Linked DNA regions of Macaca mulatta: region 2 is linked to region 1. The links are chromatin contacts, called in public Hi-C maps. All regions are on one chromosome and are shown on one strand. Each heading gives the region's core, a stretch centred on a gene start, on an enhancer-like site or on the middle of the called end of the contact. The rest is flanking DNA. Distances are from core to core; before and after follow the strand shown.

What was found. Hi-C and Micro-C count contacts between places; a contact is called where the count stands out from the background.
Region 2: a Hi-C map of liver shows a contact between it and region 1, with 1.6 times the contacts expected there. The contact joins the promoter of OGA here to the promoter of NPM3 in region 1. A contact is called at or near these places in 4 of 14 Hi-C or Micro-C datasets (cortical neurons, fetal cortex germinal zone, fetal cortical plate and 1 more).

What each region holds. Positions count from the first base shown.
Region 1 is chr9:113,865,610-113,868,479 of T2T-MMU8v2.0, reverse strand. It overlaps NPM3 (nucleophosmin/nucleoplasmin 3), which reads left to right and starts at 1,383. Exons shown (of 6, transcript NM_001194502.3): 1 at 1,383-1,517; 2 at 1,864-1,949; 3 at 2,191-2,310; 4 at 2,431-2,524. The coding sequence starts at 1,400. It overlaps OGA (O-GlcNAcase), which reads left to right. Exons shown (of 15, transcript XR_013398279.1): 15 at 1-364.
Region 2 is chr9:113,902,529-113,905,398 of T2T-MMU8v2.0, reverse strand. It overlaps OGA (O-GlcNAcase), which reads left to right and starts at 1,422. Exons shown (of 15, transcript XR_013398279.1): 1 at 1,422-2,041. LOC144331301 (a long non-coding RNA gene) reads right to left here and starts at 803. Exons shown (of 3, transcript XR_013398339.1): 1 at 623-803. It also overlaps a transcript of KCNIP2 not described here.

The DNA of each region.
Region 1 (2,870 bases), core at 134-2,633:
GTAAGACAGCTGAATTTTCCTCAGTTTTCTCGTATTTAACAGTAGTGGACAATTCTAGCATTTTGTCTGGAGGATTTCAGAGTTAACCTCATGGAATCAGGATGTTTTAGTAAGTTTACTTTTGGTTTTATCTTGGCTTTTAGTAATCATGTTGGCTGGTCTGGTCACAGGTAACTGTGAAACAGATGTCCTGGTCTTTGCTTTCATCACTCTAGGATCATGAAGTGCTATGCTGTTTCCTGGTTATGAATATTAAGGTTGGAATGACATTTTTATTGATTGTTTAGATCAGAGCTCAGTTCCTGTAGAAAACGAACTGTAAAAGACCATGCAAGAGGCAAAATAAAACTTGAAGTGAATGCTTGTCGTGTTGTATTGTGTGAATCTGTTTCCTGTCTGCGCCCTACCTTCTCTCCTCTTTCATGCCTCACCTACAAGCAGTATGCCTCCTCTCCACAGCTGTTCCAAGTTAGAGATTGGATCTTGAAGGCAGCCCTCCTACCTCCCATCACTTCCAGATTTTCCTTAGGGCAAGAGCTAAGAAAAGTAGACTGGTTCTTAGCCAAGCCACCCCACCCTCTTGCCACAGTTACAACCTGGGTGTGAAATAGGGCCTCTTGTTTGAGTTTTTGCTATCTATTGGGAAAAAGCACACAGTTGGCCTGATTCTTAAAAGGCGAAAGATGGCGCGAGTAGCGTAAACTGACAATCCAGGGCGCAAAGATAACTTCTGGCTGATTTGGAATTAAAAGCTCAAAACGCGTGGGTCGGCCAGGAACAGAACACACATGAACTAACTAGTTCTCTGCTAGCAGCTAAGGCTCAGTGAAGGCATAACAAGTTGCGGGGTCATTGGAGCAGGAAGAGTATCTAGGAGAGGCTTAGCCGAGAGGACACACATGTTAGGATGGAAATTCCTGAACTGAAAGTCTTTAGGCTCCTCGGCTCTCTTGAGGCAAAGACAATCTGAGTGCATTTCCTTTGCTTGTGGCGGAAAAGCACTGCCCTGAACCCCACCTTTGCTGGGAGGAGGAGTAAGAAGAGTTAACTTTTATATCTATACCTCCTTTAACGAAAGCTTACCCTGGGTTGGAAGAGTGGGAGACACTCCTCCAACACAGAGCGAGGAGCTTGGGGAAGTGGACACCCTCGTAGTCGTGGAAATGAACAAGGATGTTAACATAAATCCCAAATCCGTTCTTCTGTGATGTTTACTTCCTTTCTCTTCGGTCTTGATACAATACGAGCAGAAGCTGCGGGCTCCGGGTAGGGCTGTGGGGTCTCGGTGCCTTTTCTCTTTCGGGACTGAGCGTCTCCTTTAATGGGCGGGGCCGGAACTGGCCGAGGGTCCCCAGCTTTGTGCGTGTCGGGGGCGGAGTTTGGAGAAGGCCCTTGCAGCATGGCCGCCGGCACAGCAGCTGCCTTAGCGTTTTTGAGTCAGGAGAGCCGAACGCGGGCCGGGGGTGTCGGGGGCCTGCGGGTCCCAGCCCCAGTCACTATGGACAGTTTTTTCTTCGGTATTGGGGAAGGGAGAGGCTGAGGGTGGTACTGGGGCGGTAAGAGGTAGGGATGAGAGGCGGAATGCGGAGGGTTTCACGGCGTGGGTGTGGGCGGAGGGCTGCTTTGCTGTTCCTGGAGGAGAGGGGGCCTCGCACGCACAGCCGAAGGGGGCGGCGAGATCCCTGCCCCAGATGTGTTGGGCGGGGCCCACGGCCGAGCGCCCCAGGTGTTCTGAGAGAAGAGAAGGAGGTGGACGTGTAAATGGCTCGTCCGCCCAAGGTTACACGTGACCGCGGGTTGGTGACATCCCCCACCCCCAGCCCCGTACACACGCTCAGGCATACTCACTGTTATTTCTCCCAGGCTGTGAGCTCTCCGGCCACACCCGCTCCTTCACCTTTAAGGTAGAGGAAGAGGATGATGCGGAGCACGTGCTGGCACTAACCATGGTGAGGGGCGGGGGAGTGGGGTTTCAATAAATAAGCCCAGGCAAGCAATATATGTCTCTACCCAACCCCCGGACCCCCTTTACTTGGAGACACCTCCTCAGCCTAACCCCCCGACATGGGCGGCTCCCCTGGCCAGGTGAACCGGGACCTCTGAAGCTGGGCAGGTGCTAGGGTAGATGCCTTTACTTGTGGTGTCAGCCCTCGCTTGAGGAGACCCTGAGACCCTGTGTACCCTTGCCAGCTCTGCCTCACCGAGGGAGCCAAAGACGAGTGTAATGTGGTAGAAGTTGTGGCCCGGAACCATGACCATCAGGAGATCGCAGTCCCTGTGGCCAACCTCAAGCTGTCCTGCCAACCCATGGTGAGTTCCCCAGCTCTACCCTCGTGGTGGTGGTGGTGACGGGGTTGAGGACGTCAGTACTCATTACAGTGTGGGGTGGGCTAGGAGTGGGCCAGGCCTTCATCCTTGTCTTCCTCCCAGCTCAGTCTGGACGACTTCCAGCTCCAACCACCTGTAACCTTCCGCCTGAAGTCGGGCTCTGGCCCTGTGCGGATCACTGGGCGGCACCAGATTGGTGAGAGGAGGAAAGGGCCCTCTCCTTTGCTTCCAGTAGACTCTCCCATCAGGCTTCCCCCACTCCGCACTCCTGCCCCATCCCACCTTCATCTCCCAGTGCAGTCCTGTACAGGTCTGCGTGCCCTTCACGCTGTGCCCTGTGCATGACATGCCCTCTCCTTTCCGTCTACTCAAGCCTACCTCCTCCATGGAACATGGCCCAGCTTCTCCAGCTCCAGTGATGAAGACTCCTTTGGCTCTTTGTGACCCAGTTCAGGGTCTGAGGTTCTTCCCACTTAGCCCATAAGCACTGGGAGGTCAGGGTCCCTGCAAGCCTAGAACCACAGGGCATGAAGAAATGGATG
Region 2 (2,870 bases), core at 173-2,672, 37 kb before region 1:
TACTTAAGCTATGATTGCACCAGCCTGGGTGGCAAAAGTGAGACCTCTTATCTTACAAAAAAAAAAAAGTTGTGTTCTCAACCCCAACGGACCACAATATCCAGTGAAGCTGCTACGGCCCCTAACTCTCAGCACAGGAGGTTCCTTAAGAAAATGCTTGGCCGGGCGCGGTGGCTCACGCCTGTAATCCTGGGCGACAGTGAAACTCCGTCTCAAAAAACAAACAAAAAACGCTTGCTCCTAACCCCCATCTCAACAATCCAGGATTGAAAAGAAGAGGGACCATGAAAGTCCCTGAAACTACAAGTTGGGCTATGGCTAGAGGAGGTAAATATCAGACTGAAGTGTAAGATGGACATTACTAAGTCTTAATCATCATTTCATGTTTATACCTCACAGGCTGAGACAGATTTCTCAAGCAACATAAACGTAAAGTGCATTAGGACAGGACTACAAGAGAGCTCTGAGAACATACAGCGAGGAGACCCAAACCCATCTAGGGCTCAGGGAAGGCTTCCCAAGGAAGCGATGCCCATGCTGAGGCCCAAGGGATCTCATGCCCCACTGCACACACCGCGCGCTCCCCATTCCCAAACGAGGCAGGCTTTTCATGCCTCCCTACCTTTGGACTCTGTTGTTCGTTCCACTTTCTTGGAGTACTGTCTTCCCTCCCCTCCTGCTCAGTAAAGCTAACTTCACATCCTTTATAATCCAGCTGAAAAGTGAAGCCATGCCCACGGCCTCTCCCCAAAGGAGGAGTGAGTATCACCTGTTCTGAGCTCCAAAGTTCTTGGGGACACCTTGTGGGAACTGCGTGTGTGGTGGCTTGTCTCCACCACCGTACTGTGAGCTCATAGTGTTCCTAGAGCCCAGCACCAGGCAAGCTCTATAGATGTCTACTGAATGAAGCAATGAACGAATGATTTCATTTGAAATGGGATTAGGGGAAAATGATTCAAGGCAGAGGGGTGAGCTGAGCTCCTTGGAATGGTGTCTTTACCGAACCAAGCCTGGGTCAGGCAGATGTAATGAGCCCACATATTACAAGAATCTCCATAAAAGTAGGTCAGTTCTTTCCTATCTCTTTAAGAACGAGAAGCTGCGGTTCCGCGCCTGCGCACTGAGAGAGTAAACACCTCTCCTTTTCACCTTCCCCCCTTCTCCCTATTGCCCCAACCGGCCGCAGCCTCCTCCCATACGCCCCTCCTTCGGGCCGGGTAATGGTCCGTTCCAGGGTGTCAGGCTTGTTCCGGAGGGTGGCAAGCAGAAATGGTACATTCCACTGCCTTCATTACCTTCTGCTTTTCGCGTCTCCTCTGTTCTATTTCCCCCTACCTAGAGGAGCTTAATAGGCTAGCCCCAAAAAAGGCGGGGGAGCCGGGCGGAGGGGACCGGTCTGAGCCGGTCTGCAGCGCAAGCGCAGTGCGGATAAACAGGAAGCCGGCGGTGGAGGCAGCAGCAGAGAGCTCGGGGCTTCGGGGGGAAACAGCAGAAGAACTGAGATTAACTGGAGGGCAGCAGAGGCTGAGAACGAGGACGGGAGCCTTGGCCGTCTTCTTCCAGCGAACGAGAAGTCACAGCCTCGCTCTCCGCTTAGGCTTCCGGCGCCCCAGCTTAAAGCTGAGGCTGCGGCTGACAAAGGGCTCGCGCCGGTGCCGCCGCCCTTTTCATCCGGGCATTCGGGTCCCTGCGGAAAGGGAGGGGGAAGGGCAGAGGGGGAGGGGAAGGAGCCGGAGGGGCGCACACTTGGAGCTGAAGCCCTCTCCAGGGCTCCGGGCCTGTGGCCCAACGGACGGAGGCCGAGGAGGACCCGCAGAGGTGGCGGCGGCCGGGGGCAGGAGGATGGTGCAGAAGGAGAGTCAAGCGACGCTGGAGGAGCGGGAGAGCGAGCTCAGCTCCAACCCTGCCGCCTCTGCGGGGGCATCGCTGGAGCCGCCGGCAGCTCCGGCACCCGGAGAAGACAACCCCGCCGGGGCTGGGGGAGCGGCGGTGGCTGGGGCTGCAGGAGGGGCTCGGCGGTTCCTGTGTGGCGTGGTGGAAGGTGAGCGCCCTCCTTCCCGCCCCGCCTTGGCACTGACACGTTCTGTCCTCGGGAGGAGGGTGGTGGCGGGGCTTTTGGAGGCTGTAGAAGTCTGGAAAGCCTTTGGGTCTGAAATGTGGCCCTGCTAAAGCGAGGGGGAGAGACGAGATGTTGGGCCGAATCTTCTCGCACGTCCTTAGACGGCGTCGAATTCCCCCCGGCCACTCACAAGTCTGACCCCACCCGTCTTGGGCTTGGAGCCAAGTCAGCTCATAAGGAGGCGGTGGTTAGGAGCCTGGTGCTCTGTTAGCCTCTGAGTTCTACTGTGTACCTTGGGATCTTATTCCCTAGAGTTGTCTGCGTTCCATTGAAAAAATGTGTATAGTTCCTCTGTCACCACCTTTTGTGGAAAATCGACCCACATTGACGTGCTTGTACTTCTGGAGTGAAGAGAAGCACGGTTGGCCTATAGTATTTCAAGTTCCACTTTGCTTAGAATATTTGTGTTGCTTCTCCCTACCCCCGCAAAGATTCATTTGCAACTTAGAAAATTACCCTCTTTCCCAGCTACTGTACTTTGCTGTCGAGGGATGAAGCTTTGGCTTTAATCACCGATTCTCAAAGTGTCTGAGATGCATAATTTGAATTTAGTGACCGCAGAAATGGCGTTAAAAATGCCCTTCTCCCCTTTTTTCCCGTTTACAGTCGAAAAGAATGATGGACTTTTTTGGTAGTGAGAGAAAATTACCAGATGTTTGTTTTCACAGTTTCTGGATAAGAATGGACAGATAGTCCACCTTGCAGCTCTATAGAGGCACGAATCGGTTACATTATTGCTCTTTCCGCAATT